Linked DNA regions of Mus musculus: regions 1 and 3 are each linked to region 2. A link is a contact called in public promoter capture Hi-C data. All regions are on one chromosome and are shown on one strand. The core of a region is the stretch at or near the end of the contact, and the rest is flanking DNA. Distances in the headings are between cores, read along the strand shown. Region 1 holds the start of Dph2 (DPH2 homolog). Region 2 holds the start of Stil (Scl/Tal1 interrupting locus). Region 3 holds the start of Rps8 (ribosomal protein S8).

The links. Promoter capture Hi-C pulls out the DNA fragments that hold promoters and counts their contacts. Capture Hi-C pulls out chosen DNA fragments and counts their contacts.
Region 1: a promoter capture Hi-C map of liver shows a contact between it and region 2, with 2.9 times the contacts expected there. The contact joins the promoter of Dph2 here to the promoter of Stil in region 2. A contact is called at or near these places in 1 of 39 promoter capture datasets (pre-B cells) and 1 of 9 other capture datasets (liver).
Region 3: a contact with region 2 is called in a promoter capture Hi-C map of erythroid cells, with 5 times the contacts expected there. The contact joins the promoter of Rps8 here to the promoter of Stil in region 2. A contact is called at or near these places in 2 of 39 promoter capture datasets (erythroid cells and pre-B cells).

What each region holds. Positions count from the first base shown.
Region 1 is chr4:117,890,676-117,895,412 of GRCm38.p6, forward strand. It overlaps Dph2 (DPH2 homolog), which reads right to left and starts at 1,328. Exons shown (of 6, transcript NM_026344.3): 1 at 1,035-1,328; 2 at 640-752; 3 at 220-443; 4 at 1-26. The coding sequence starts at 1,181. It overlaps Ipo13 (importin 13), which reads right to left. Exons shown (of 20, transcript NM_146152.3): 18 at 4,537-4,626; 19 at 4,069-4,250; 20 at 3,818-3,982. The coding sequence ends at 3,886.
Region 2 is chr4:114,997,772-115,002,771 of GRCm38.p6, forward strand. Stil (Scl/Tal1 interrupting locus) reads left to right here and starts at 2,347. Exons shown (of 17, transcript NM_009185.3): 1 at 2,347-2,576.
Region 3 is chr4:117,154,494-117,159,227 of GRCm38.p6, forward strand. It overlaps Rps8 (ribosomal protein S8), which reads right to left and starts at 1,639. Exons shown (of 6, transcript NM_009098.2): 1 at 1,565-1,639; 2 at 1,078-1,184; 3 at 515-614; 4 at 145-320. The coding sequence starts at 1,568. Snord55 (small nucleolar RNA, C/D box 55) reads right to left here and starts at 1,355; the gene lies at 1,278-1,355. LOC115490046 (a small nucleolar RNA gene) reads right to left here and starts at 796; the gene lies at 693-796. Snord38a (small nucleolar RNA, C/D box 38A) reads right to left here and starts at 81; the gene lies at 23-81.

The sequences.
Region 1 (4,737 bases), core at 78-2,577, 2.9 Mb after region 2:
TGGGAGCAGGAGCATGGCCAAAGGCTCTGAAAGAGGTGCATCAGAGTTGAAGTCTGGCAAAGTAAGAGATGTCTCATCCCCAGATGCCTCAATGTGACCCTAAAGGACAAGCCAGGCCAACTGAGGCCAAGAGCTCTAGGTAAGTGTGCTTAAATAGGAGGAATTAAGGCATGAAGCTGTGGACCCACCCTTCTTTCCCTCACAGGTATAATTTCTCACCTAGGGCATGGGCACAAGCTGGCTCACTCAGCAGTACCACCGGGGCTGTCGGATCTGGGTTCTGGGCTTCAAAGGCCTTTGCACAGAGCTCTAAAGCAACGGGTCGCTGACCAAGGACAAAGGTGATGGGCAGCTGCGAGGCTGGGGGGCTTAAGCAGGCAGGACCGAAGTGCACAAGGGCTTGAGCTCCAGCCTGCTCGGCGCCCAGCACATCCACACAGCAGCTGCAGGGGAGAGAGCATTGGTGAGAGGTGTTCCCTACCTGGAGAGAAGAGTTGTCATCAATGGGAAATGTGGCCAGTGGAGAAAATGGCACCAAGCTAGGAATTCACTGTGACTGAGGGAAGCTGGCATCAGGAGCTTCTCATCGTGCAAACACGGTCACTGGAGGCAGACACTGTGGGCTGGGAAACCCCATACCTGCCATAAGCTGTGTCCCCTAAAATGAACATCTTAGCTCCTGTGACTTCCTCCAGCCGGGCAGCCACCGCTCCCGCATCTCCTAGTAACTGGTCAGGGAACTGCAAAGTCACCTGTAAATACAAGCCACAAGTCAGCGACAACCTCACTCCTCCACCAACAGCCTCTGCAAAAAAACAAAAAACAAACAAAAAAACAAACAAACAAACAAAAAAACCCACTAAACATCCCAAGCCCCTACTTCTAAGGAGGCAGCCAGCCCCACAGAGTTGTGGGTAATCCGTGCGATACGGGCGGATCCCGACCCAAAGTCCCAATCTCCGCAACCCATACCCAGAGGAGAGCCCGCGCCCCGCGCCCCCTTTTCGCGCCCCCTTCTCTGAACCAGACCTCACCCGCTGACAACCTAAATCGCAGACAAATTTCGTAACTCGCTCCAGCTCATACACGCGGTCCAGGTCTTCAGGAGGAGTGAACTGTCCTGGAACGCCCGCCTCCCGTTGCAGGGCTGCCTCCGCAGGGCTGCTGAACGTAGACTCCATTGGGCGCAGCTTGGGTGGGGTGAGATGCAGCTGCACCCTCAAAAGTCCTCGAGGTCACAGCAGCTCTGTTTGTGGATCCGGACCAACCTGTCCTCGGGTCCTAGGATCCAAACCGTACGCTTCCAAATTCCCGGCTCTCCACTACACATGGACCTACGGAGATTACTTCCGGGTTCAAGGACTTCCCACAGAGAACCAATCACTAGCCTCTCACTCAGGACCAATCGGAAGTGCCGCAAAGCCTTGTGGGTGTTGTGGTTCCACTGGCTAAAGCTTCTTCCCGGATACCCTAAGGCCAGCCTGCCGGTGCCCTCTAATTTCTAAGTCACTAATTCAGTGTGAGCAGGCGCTATCTGCTGATCATATTTAAACGCGCGCGCGTGTGCACGTATATACATACAGTGAGAGCAAGGGTCCTTATACAGCTCAGTTCTTCAGGGTTGGCTGCAAGCTCCCTAATCCACCAAGCCATCTTCACAGCCCCCAGAATCTGAAACAGGGTCTTGCTGTGTGACCGAGCTGGATCTCCCAGTACTGCATAATTTCCAACTCAGTGCCCACAGCTTGGGTTTGAATATTTGTGAGCAGGTACTTACTGCCAGACATCGTAAAATGTCTCTATGTCCTTTACTTTGCCTGCTAGAGAATTGTCCCACAACCTGTTGTCCTCACGGTCTGTCAACCAAACACTGACCCTTGCTAAGTTCACCAGTTCATCATTAGAAGCAAGAATTATCCCATATAGATAAGAAAAACAAAACCATGTCTGCTGGTTCTAGAAACTGGGCTTTAGAGCCCGAATTTATTCTCTCGCCCCACCTCCTTGGGACTGAACCTGGGGCCTCGTGCATGGAAAGCAACGACTCTCTGGCTGAGCTACATCCCACATTCTCCCACACGACTTCTTATCATAAGGAGGGATGGGAGAGGAAGACTCTCTTCACGTGATGCCGTAGGGAAAAAGGACTGAAAACATGTGGCGCATCTCTGCATCCTCCAGGAGAGCTGAGAAATCAGGACTGTGGGAATGGGACTAACGGGGCTGGAGAAATGTTTCAGTGGCTAAGAGCACTTGCTGTGCTTGCAGTGGGTTCAGTTACCACCACCCACATGGTGGCTTATAACTATGTGCAACTCCAGTTCTAGGAGGTCCCTTTCCTTTTTTTTTGTTTTGTTTTTTTTTCGAGACAGGGTTTCTCTGTATAGCCCTGGCTATCCTGGAAGTCACTTTGTAGACCAGGCTGGCCTCAAACTCAGAAATCCGCCTGTCTCTGCCTCCCAAGTGCTGGGATTAAAGGCGTGCGCCACTACGCCCAGCTTTTTTTTTTTTTTTTTTTTTTTTTTTGTCCCTTTTCTAATACCTGCAGGCAACTACACTCAGGTGGTGCGCAGATATAAACTCAGCCATACACACATACACATTTTTTTTTAATTGGGACTGAGGAGCGGGATAAATAATGAAGTGGAAGACACTGATGCTACTAGCTGGCTGAGGAAGACACTGGATGGAAAAGAATGAAAGGCAGAATCAGTACAAAAGCTGGGGAAGATCAGAGGATGGGATGCAGTTACCCCATCCAGCAAGTGGATTCAGATGTCATGGATGGGAGTGGGGCGAACTCAGCCCGTTCTTCTGATCTTACTGATGGGTAACCAGAAGGGCAGGGCAGACAGAACTACAGCTGAGAAAATAAAGGAAGAAGTCCGGCTGCCGTGCGCTGTCCGTGGTCCTGACGGACTGATCTGATCTGCCTTAAAGGTGCTAAGAGGGAGAGCTAGGGGTACACAGGCAACGTTAGGTAACCCTTATTCCTCCTTTAAGGGATGAAAGGCCTTCCAGTTCCTCTCACTCCACCTTACTTTCTACAGCCCTCCTGACCACGTGCAAGTGGTGTTCTAAAACACCTTATCAAGGTGCAGGTGGTACACTGGCTGCAGCCCAGCTCTCTGACCCCTTGAAATGTACTCAATATAAATGAACATAAATAAAAATAAAATACCATACCACACATCCATCCTGGAAATCTAATCTCCACACCATTTCTTCCCATACCCCAGGTGGATCCTGAAGGCACATATTCTCAACAGAAATGCAACTTTCTCCACACAGCCATTCTGAACCCATTCTCTACTGAGTACATTAGCTACGATGGGGCCAGCCTTTGTTTGGCTTAGAACCAGGGACCTAGTACTCAGATTAGGTTGCTGATTAAATGTATGCATGAATCTAACAGGAGTATATATGGGCTGCTGATGCTGCTGTACTGTAGCCTCTCACCCTGGGAGCAAGAACAGGCAGTATTTGGTTCCAGGCTAGGCAGCTTGGATGGTAACACCCTCCCTGAGAGCTAGGTGTCCCCTCCATTCTTTGTTTTGTTTTTTGAGACAGGTTCTCATTATTCAGCGCTGGATATCGTGGAACTCACTGTGTAGATAGACCAGGCTGACCTTGAACTTACACAGGTCCGCTGGCCTTTGCCTCCCAAGGGCTAGGATTAAAGGCATTTGGTACCACACCCTCCCTATGTCCCCACTATTCTAAACCAAGGCCTGGGTCCGAGCATCTTTCCATTCTTCCGTCAGGCTTGGGTCCATGTAGGTGATGGAGGACAGAGAAAGGAGGCAGAGGCAGCAGTAAGAGTCCAGGTTTACTCTTTGGGAACAGGAAGGGGTAAGAAGGGGTGAGGCGGGACACACATGTCCCTCAGTAGTCAGCTGTGTAGTCCGTGCCATGTAGCCCCCGGCAGAGCAGTGTAAATTCCTTCACCATCTCCTTCACCCGTCTCTTGTTTACTCGCTCACTGTAGGGAAGGGAGAGCATATCAGCTTTGTCTACCAACACCATCACATCCACACCCCAGCTCAGGCCCACACCAGCTCTGCTCACCGAAGTATCTGCTGGCTAAAGGTGTCCTTCTGCTCAGGGCTGAGACGGGCAGATGGAAAACCAGGTGGCTGCAGAGCCTCCTTGATCCACATGCTCAGGAGGCTGAAGCAGTGTTTGTTCAGGGCGAACAGGATGTCGGCAAAACAGTCCATGAGGCTACGGGAGGCCTGGCCCCCGATGGCCTGAGGAAGAGGGGTTCTCAGTGCACCAGAGCCTGTCTCCTCTGTAGCAAGGAGGCCTAGCCATATCACAGGCTCTCTGGGATACGTCCACAGCCAAGCTGTGTAAGTGAGCACTGTCTTTTAAGAGACTGCAGATCCTCACAGCAACGTTCAAACATTTAACCGTGGGAGAAACAGTCGGAGAACTCAGGAAACCAAAGATTCAGCAACCCCCATCCCCACAACACAATGCCAGCCGCCTCAGCAGTGAAGGTCTCCCCACACCCAACCACTTACTCCAGCTCACCTCCAGCACTGCTATGAGCAGCATACGGCCATCTTCCTGTACCACTTTCCCCACAGACTCTATTTCCCCACATCGAGGCAGCAGCTCAGTCTGCAGGTGAGAAGCCTGTCAGCCCCAGCTCCTTCCCACCTCTCCGAGGTCAAGATCTGCACACCACACCCCTACCCTCCGAGTACTGGGGGGAATCAGGGGTCAGCATGG
Region 2 (5,000 bases), core at 1,097-3,596:
ATCTGAAATGGAACCCTATGCCCTCTTCTGGTGTGTCCGAAGACAGCTACAGTGTACATGTATACATAAAATAAATACTTCTTTAAAAAAAAAAAAAGGAGGAGTTTGGGGGCAGAGGATGTAGCTCAGAGCACTTACTTCCTTAACATGCCAATCACAATACTGCAAAGAAAACTAACTAAAAAGAACACCCGGGTTGTCTTCAGGGCAGTCATCTTGTTTGCCAAGGGCAACCATTTTCCATTTTGATATAAAGTAATTATGCACCAGAGCAGGGGATGTAGCTTAGCTAGCAAGATTTTTTTTTTTTTTTTTTTTTTTTTTGGTTTTTTTCAAGACAGAGTTTCTCTGTATAGCCCTGGATGTCCTGGAAGTCACTCTATAGACCAGCCTGGCCTCGAACTCAGAAATCTGCCTCCCGAGTGCTGGGATTAAAGGTGTGCGCCACCACACCCAGTTTTTTTTTTTTTTTAGTAGTTTTTTTTTGTTTTGTTTTTTGGCTAGCAGGATTCTTATACAACATGCACAATAGTTATGGGTTCAAGCCTCAGAATGGCATAAACCAGGTGTGGGGCCCACCCCTATAATCCCAACACTTGAAGGGCATAGGTAGAAAGATCTGGGTCATCCTTACTTCCATAGTTCAAGATCAACATGGACTGTATGAGACCCTGTCTCAAAACACACAAGTATTTATGCATAACATTACATATACATCCTGCTTAGAAGTCCAGTGCCAATAAAATGTTTAATTCACCATTTGCTGACACTTGAGTTCTCATGATGCTTCAGCTTCTCCGATGTTTCCTCTTGTTTTTCCTGATTTTTTTTTTTTTTTCTAAGACAGGGATCTCCAAGACAGCCTTGGCTGTCCTGGAACTAGCTCTGTAGACCACGGTGGCCTTGAACTCACAGTGGTGGGATTAACGGTGTGCACTACCACAAGCACTGGGTTTCATAACCTTTTAAGATTTATTTATGGGCTATGCATGTGTGGCAGCCAGGGATGGGTGTGCCCAAGGAGGCCAGAAGACAACTGTGATCTATCTAACCAGGATGCCGGCAACCAAGATGATCTGCAAGATCAGCAAGTGCTCTTAACCACTGAGCTATCTCTACAGCCCCAGATTTTACCTGTTAAAAGTATTTACTTAGTGTGTGGTGCTAGTCACTCAACCCAGGACCCTGCACATGCTGGGGTCCTACACTACTACTTAGCTGCATACTAGCCTCCCAGAACAGTCTCAGATATACAGAAAATAAATGAAGCACACCTCCCACGCACTTTCCTCTTTTTTTTTTTAACATCTTATATAAGTATGTACATTTGTTTCTATTAACCCAACATTGATACATTATTAATTTAAAGTCTTTTATGTATTTAGATTTTTACCTGCCTTTTAAAAAATACACAAAGTTTAATGTAACATGAACTAATCCTAAGAACACGTTTGCTACCTTCCCCTAACACTATAGACGTGCTTCCTTTTTAATTTAAGTCTTTTCTTGTTTTGTTTTAATTACAACGAATGCCTGATCATCTCAAAGATCTCCAACATGGACCTCTGGCAGCACGCACACATAAATCACACACCACAACTGTCCCCAATATCAGCACTGGAAATAAGTATAAATAGCCACCAGTATTTTCTGTTCAACGAGAAGGAATTTCCCAAAATTGGTAAGATCGATCATATTTTAGAAACAACTTAAAGCAAATTTAACCTCCTCTATCTCTGATCATCTAAGGGCTTGAAAACTTTTTTTCTCCTGAGACAGGGTCTCATGCAGACCAAGTTGGTCTTTGATTTGCTTCGTAGCTTAGAAGACCTCTCTGCCTCCACCCACCTCTTCAAAGCTGGGACTAAGGCGGCGCACCACCACACTCGACTCTAGTCTTTTGAGACAGGGTCTCTAAATAATTCCAGCTTGTCTCTAACTCGTGGCGAGCCTCCTGTCTCAGCACCTGCCTCGGAAGAGCGCAGGAATTACAGGGGAGAACCAAGCTTGGCTAAGTGGATCCCAGCAGTCAGACCACAATCTGTGCAGGAAGCACTTCCAGCAAACCAGCCGGGATTTCTTTTTTTAACTGCGCATGCGTTTGGCCAATGCCAGCCAAACCGGAACTTAACCGTTGACCAAATGAAGGTTTAAATCCTCTGAGTAGTGACACAGAGCTGCGATGGCGCCCTCGGTTCTTTAAAGAACCTTGGGATAGGGCGAGCGCTAATCCCAGGCTGGGCTCCGATTGGTCGTCACAGCAGTCTGCAGTTGAGACGTTGCGTGACGACCGTGGTACCGCCCCTGCAGCGGGACTGGCCGGGCTTCTGGCCAATCAGCAGGCGCGGCGCGCCCTTTGGTTCCCTCCAGCGAGCGCTTGCCGCCTCGGTTCCCGCGACCCCAACGTCCCAGAGGCGGGGCCGCAGTCATCTGAGACGCTACCTGGATCCTGACTCTGCGTGCCCAACAAACGGGCCCAACAACCAAACCCTAGCTTGGCGGCGGCCGTGACAACAGCGACGGTGGATCTTTGAGCTCCTGATTCCCCGAGGCGCCCTACGGGCCCGGGAAGCACGGTGAGTAACAAGCGGCCTGTAAGGTCGGAGTTAGCGCGGTGGAACCGATGACCACAGGGCCGCCAGGGGAGAAAGAAGGCGGACCTCACTGCTAAAAAATGGGAAAGAAGTTTACATTGTGACGTGCCTCAGATTGACTTCACTGTAGAAATTTCTTGGAGACTGAAACCCTGATCCTTGCTTTTTTGCATTCTTTCTATCTGACCCAGACTGTGTAAGGAATCTATTACGTGTTTATAGTCCGTGGTCTACAGGAAGTAGACCTATGTCAAAAGTGAGGCGTGGACGTACAGTGTCTGAACACAAAGACAGTGATGTCACCCTGAGAGATTGCACATTCGTGTTGGGGGTTGGATGATAGGATTTAGTAGGAAATTCCAAAGGAAGGGGAGGACAGCCTGTGTAGTCCTATCGACTGCTGATAGTCGAGTTAGGACTGGAGGATGAGTGACCGGGGTTATGGTTGCAGTAATTGGGTAGGACCTTAATATGAAGGGTTTTTATTTTATATATGAAGAAAAGCTATTGACTTTCTAGTCAGGGGAAAAACTTGTACATAAACCCATTTGTGTCTGCACTGGAGGGACTTGTCAGTAAATCTGGCTGGGCTGAGGAGGACAGCTAAGGTGGGAGGCCAGAAAGAACTTTCTATGGGTAAGAGGGAGAAGAGGTGAGGGTGACTTGATGGTCCTCATTTGCTGCACAATGAAGACATTCCCTGAGCAGACTATTTTTGTTAGGTACAGGTTTGTACAGCTTTGGCTCCATTAGCTTTATAAGTAATACTATCAAGATGAGCTAGTTATCAAATCTCATTTGGTGGCTTTCAGATGAGAAAGACCTAATGCATGAAAGGAGAGACAGGCACTTAAGTCATTCCTGTTGGTGAGGAAAACTTATACTTTGTGGGGGTAGAGTTATCAGTGTGATTACTGATACCATGGCAGTCAACTGCTAAAGAAAGGCTTCTTTTAAAACAAGCAAACAAACAAACAAGAAAAACAAGCCTGTATTTCAAGAAGTTTCATATCTCTGGGATAAGTTTTAATTGATCCTTAAAGGTTATATCCAGTAGAACTTTGCTCTCCCAATATTTTTAGCCTTAGACTATATAGAAAAGGTCTCTTCTAAATGACTTACACCTTTGTTAGTAATCCTCTATCTTGAGTCAGATGATTCATTTTTTAAATTTTTCATTAGTGTTTAAAATGTATTTATTGTGTGTTCATGTGTGTGCATGTGCACATGTATGCTGCAGTGTGCATGTGGAGGTCTGAGGATGACTTTCAGGAGTCGGCTCCTTCTGCCAGTAGGTCCTCGGAATCGATCAAACTCAGGCTGTTAGTTTTGACAGCAAGCACTTTTAGCCTCTGAGCCATCTTACGTAAGGCCCTAAGATTGTTATCTATTGTTAGCATTGCTGTTGTGCTATGTATGTGATATGTGCATGTGAGAGCAGAAGTCTGTCCCACTGTGTGCATGTGGAGATCAAAGGACAACGTTCCAGAGTCTGTTCTTTGTTTCCACCTCGAATTCTGAGAACTGAATCATTAGCCTTGCGACAGCAACTACTAAGCCTCTTTGTCTACCTCAGACAAGATTTTTTTTTCTGAAACCGAAACAATGCGTAGAAGATTAAAAAAAATTAAGACTTAAAAAGTACATATGTGCTGGCTGGGCTTGGTAGTGTGCACCTGTATCCCAGCACTTGAAGGGGGGTGAGGAACACATGATCCCCAGAAAGCCCAAACAGGAAACTTCATGATACATTTTTATAAACAACTAAAATGAACATATGCATCAACAGACTGGCTCTTGTGACAATGAACAGGAAGATCTCTGTCCCCACAAACCGACTTGTTTTGGGTTTGGATATAGTCACACTTAACTGGATATTCTCACTAGTGTTTTGTACACCTGTAGTTTCCACCTCTTTTTAGTTTCAAGTCCATATGTCTAATTTCCAACTGGATAGGTTCGTTCAGTACTAATGAACAAAATGTATAACCCTGACAGAAATCACTATGTAGACCAGGCTGGCCTCAAACCTAGAGGTCCATCTACCTGCCTCTACCTGCCTCTGCCAAGTGCTGGGATTAAAGTTCTGTGCCACAAAACCTTGTGTTTAAAAAAAAATGAACGGAAGGAAGAGATTTGGGGAAACAAATGTGCTTCCTAAATGAATAGGTGTATTTGTTGCTAAATTAAATATTGAGGTTACTTTATAGGCTGAATGACTCTGGAGTATAAAAGCAATCAAAATCTGTTAACATCGACTCGTTTATTTTTCTCTGTATTGTACATTGAATATAGGGCCTTACATAAAGTAGGCAAGAATGCTCCATCCTGTGATTTACATGCATTTAATCTTACTAATCTGCTACTTTTCATATAAGCAACTTAATTTTGCCAATTATTTTGTTA
Region 3 (4,734 bases), core at 389-2,888, 2.2 Mb after region 2:
CCCCAAGTCGCCATGCTTGCCTTCTTCAGCACTAAAGTGTTCATCTCATTCCTTCAGTAGCAGAACTGGACAGTATTTTCATCACAAGAAGGCAGCACCCATCCCACCCCCAGCCAATCAACCCCTTACAGGAAGACAACGCACCAGCTTGGCCCCCTTCTTGCGGCCCAGGGGCAGTGCATAGTGGGACTCGTACCACTGTCGGTACGGCGTGCTGTCAATAAGCACGATGCAGTTCTTCACCAGGGTCTTGGTGCGGACAAGCTCGTTGTTGGATGCATTGTAGACAACATCAATGATCCTTGTTTTGCGAGTACAACCTGCATACAAAGAGAGATTCACAATCAGGGGCTGGGGCAGTTAATGTTTTTTTATTACTGAAATCTTTTTTTAACATTCTCTAGAAAGCACCTCTCATTGCAGGAGTTAAGAGATCAGAATATGGCAAAGAATTCTCCAACTACCTCAGGATCTTTCAGCAAGAACAAATTCAAATACTTCAACACCTACTTACACTCAGAGCCCCAGGAAAAGTTCCCCACATCCAATCTCAGGGCACGGTACTTCTTATTGCCTCCTCGAACTCGGACTGTGTGTATGCGGCGAGGGCCAATCTAGAGAACACAAGAAGGCCAGAACATGTGTCATCAAAACGAGTGGGGACTGGGAGAGGAACCCGAACCAGACGGAGGTAACAGTCAGTGTAACTATGACAAGTCCTTGCATTGGCAAGTGGTGTACAGGTGGCCAAGACGGCCATAACCACGCCTAAGGATACGTTTTCATCACCCTAGTTACCTCCAGAAAAAGCCAGACCCCCCCTAACACAGGAAGAACCCCAGTAAGGAACACACCAAGCTTGCAGCTCTCCCACTCCTAGGCTCCAGTAGACCCTAAGCTTGGAGATTAGGGTGCACAGACCCTGCACGTGGACACACTTCCATGTCCAGTCGCCAGCACCGAGAAACCTGAGCCTTACAAAGGTGATCACAGCCACTCGTGTTCCCCAGCAAACACGCTCTAGCGCAGGGGAAGGCAGCCTCTCCCAGTCGTCCTCCCCCCGACCCCCGCACGCACCTTCGTGTTGGCAGCGGGCCGTCCCAGCTCATACTTTCGCTTCTTGTGGTAGGGTTTTCGCTTACCCCCGGTCTTGCGGCGCTTGTGCCAGTTGTCCCGAGAGATGCCTGTGTGTGGGAGCGAGGACGCAAGCCTGAGCAACCGGGCCTCGCCGCCGGCCAATCAGCCCGCTCCCGAGCCCCGCGCTGCGCGGGCTGCCCGCACGCTCAGCTCTCCAAGGTTGGCTTCCCCACGACGCAGTCGGGAGTGTGCAGCATACCCAGGTGTCATCATCCGCGTGCGGCCCGGCCCGCGGCAGCCATGTTGGCCCGCTCGCAGCCCGGAGCCCCGGAGGCGGCCGCAGCGATCTCCACAGCCCTAGCCCACCGCAGGCCCTTGCCACGGCTGCCCGTGGCCCATGGTCGGGCCGAGCATGCGTCGGGAGGCAGGATGGAGACGGATGGAGCTCGCTCCCCCGCGGCCCGACCCGGCCCGCAGCAACACTCACCCATCGCTCGGCGCTGGCTGGAAAGAGGAAGCGCAAAGCTTCACGGTCCGGTTTCTAAAACTCAGCCCCGCCTTCTTTACGTCTCTTCCGGTTGCCGGGAAGGACCTGGGGCCGCGGCGAGCCTGGGACGCTGGCACAGGGGAGGGTCCTGCGGCGTGCGAACTCACGCGGACCCCGCCTCAAATCCCTTGACCTTGGGCGGTCTGGAGGGCGGGCTCCTTAAGCTGAGCTATAGGGCACACTTGCCTGCCTGTTGTGCTTACATTTTGTCCTTTAAATTTTTTTTTTTTTTTTTTTTTTTAAACCGGGCGTGGTGGCGCACGCCTTTAATCCCAGCACTCGGGAGACAGAGGCAGGCGAATTTCTGAGTTTGAGGCCAACCTGGTCTACAAAGTGAGTTCTAGGACAGCCAGGGCTATACAGAGAAACCCTTGTAAACTTGTAAAACCAAAAAAGAAAAAAGAGTAAAGGGCCCTAATTGGAAAAGTGAAGTAGTAGAAGCTCCAACGCTCTGTTCACAGGGGGACTTGACCCTGTATATGAACACACAAAATTCATGTGTATCTCTTACATGGCAGCAATTAGCAATCAAAAAGGAAATTAAAAACAGTTTTAGTTCTGGAAAGATTGGTACTGCAAACTGTGCTCAGGGTCTCTTCAAAAGCATCAAGTGCTTAGGTCGACTCACAGTTCCTGAAATTCCAATTCCAAAGTATCTGACAATCTGGTCTGGCCCAGTGGGTCAAACCTGAAATCCAGCACTGAGACAGAGAATTATCACCAGTTGAGGGCTAGCCTGAGCTAAAGAATGAGCTACTGCTCAGTGGGAGGAACAAGCGGCCGGCTGAGGAGAAACTGAGGCACTAGACACCCCTCCAAGTGAAATCAAAGCAGAGGACAGTGGGGCTCCGGCGTCAGACAAGATGAGAGCTCAGTCAGTACATTTTATTTCTTAAACTTAAACGTCGCCTTGAATGTCAGTGAACGTCTACTTTTAAAGGGACCTCTCACCTGACCGATTTCTTTTTGAATTTTAAACTTTAACTTCAAATGTTTTAAATTTTGATTCTGAGGTTTTTACTGCGTGTATCCGATTTTTTTTTTTTAAAGATTTATTTATTTAGTATATGTAAGTACACTGTAGCTGTCTTGAGACACTCCAGAAGAGGGCATCAGATTTCGTTACGGATGTTTGTGAGCCACCATGTGGTTGCTGGGATTTGAACTCCGGACCTTTGGAAGAGCAGTCGGCCCTCTTAACCACTGAGCCATCTCGCCAGCCCCCCCCCCCCCCACGATTTTACAGTTTTGAAGCGATTTTTTTGTTGTGTTTGTTTTTTTGGGGTTTTTTGTTTGTTTGTTTGTTTTGTTTTGTTTTTTTGAGACAGGGTTTCTCTGAATAGCCCTGGCTGTCCTGGAACTCACTTTGTAGACCAGGCTGGCCTCGAACTCAGAAATCTACCTGCCTCTGCCTCCCGAGTGCTGGATTAAAGGCGTGCACCACCACCGCCTGGCTTGAAGAGATTTTTAATTTTGTTTTAATATCATTTAATCATTTTAATATCATTTAAAAGTGTTCTTGAGCCAGGCCTGAAGGCACAAGCTTGTGATTTGCCTTCCAAGTGCTGGGATTAAAGCTGCATTACCACCCAGCTTTGTTTTTGTTTTTTTGAGGGTCTTACATGCTCACAGTAGCCCAGCCTAGCCTTGAACTCCTGGTAATCCTCCTGTGTCAGCCTTTCTGACTTGTGGAATTATAGGCGAGCTACCACATCTAGGTTTTCTGAATTGGCCTGACCTTGGGATTTGCCATAGTATCCCTCATAGCAGCAGCTGGGCCACTTCAGTGGTAGAGAGAATCTGCCACATGCAAGTCAGAGCCACCACCAATGTACCTAAGCTGGATTTGCAAGCTCTTGGCTCAGGAGACTGAAGGTTATGTACAAGAGACAGGTTTGTACTATAGGTGGAACAACAATATGAACTAACCAGTACCCCGGAGCTCTTGGTTCTAGCTGCATATGTATCAAAAGATGGCCTAGTCGGCCATCAGTGGAAAGAGAGGCCCATTGGACTTGCAAACTTTATATGCCCCAGTACAGGGGAATGCCAGGGCCAAAAAGGGGGAGTGAGTGGGTAGGGGAGTGGGAGGGTGGGTATGGGTGGGTATGGGGGACTTTTGGGATAGCATTGAAAATGTAAACGAGGAAAATACCTAATAAAAAATAAAAAAAAAAAAAGAATTATCAGCCGGGCATGGTGGCGCATGCCTTTAATCCCAGCACTCGGGAGGCAGAGGCAGGTGGATTTCTGAGTTCGAGGCCAGCCTGGTCTACAGAGTGAGTTCCAGGACAGCCAGGGCTACACAGAGAAACCCTGTCTCAAAAAAAAAAAAAAAAAAAAAAGAATTATCAGAGAAAAAAATTATCAGAGAAAAAAAAAAGAGAGACAGGTTTGTAGAACATCACGGATTGCTACTATAGCCAGCTGTCCAGCAAACTTCTGCAAGATGGGTGTGTCATGCAGAAGCAGGTCTTGCTCAGCAAGATGGGTGGGTGATGCAGAAGCAGGTCTTGCTCAGCAGTCAAAGACCCCTCAAGTCTTCAGCTCAGAAACCATAGGGCCCACACCTTATGAGAGCCACGTCATTGGTATGGCTGGGAGAACCAGCATCCATGGAAATGGTCTGTGGCAAGAAGTAACTTCTGCGTACCGCAAAGAAACTAGATGGGGGATTTTAGGAAGGGTTAGGCCGGGCCTGTCTGTTATTTCCCAGAAAGCCCTAGGTGTAAACCTTAATCGTCCCTTCACAGGAGAGGCAAAGCCAAGGACTTCCACCCCTCGGCTCGTGGGCTGACTCACTGTTTTACCCAATCTTTACACAACGTGACCATTAAAACCCTGTAGACACACCTGGGTACCAATCACTGCACTCATTCTGACATGGAACCCTCTAGTGCCCACACACTTCTTCTTTAAGCTTGTTTCCTCAGTCCACCCAGTGAGCTTCTGTGTACAACCATAGTAAGTGTTCCCTTCAGAGGCCTTTCTCTTCAGGAAGTCAAGTGCTTTCTTGTCAGGGTTACCGGTTCTTCAACATGTCCTGAGCAGTCTAAGCCAGGCCTGGTGTCACAGGCTATGTTCCAGTTAACTGCAGAAGCTAAGGCAGG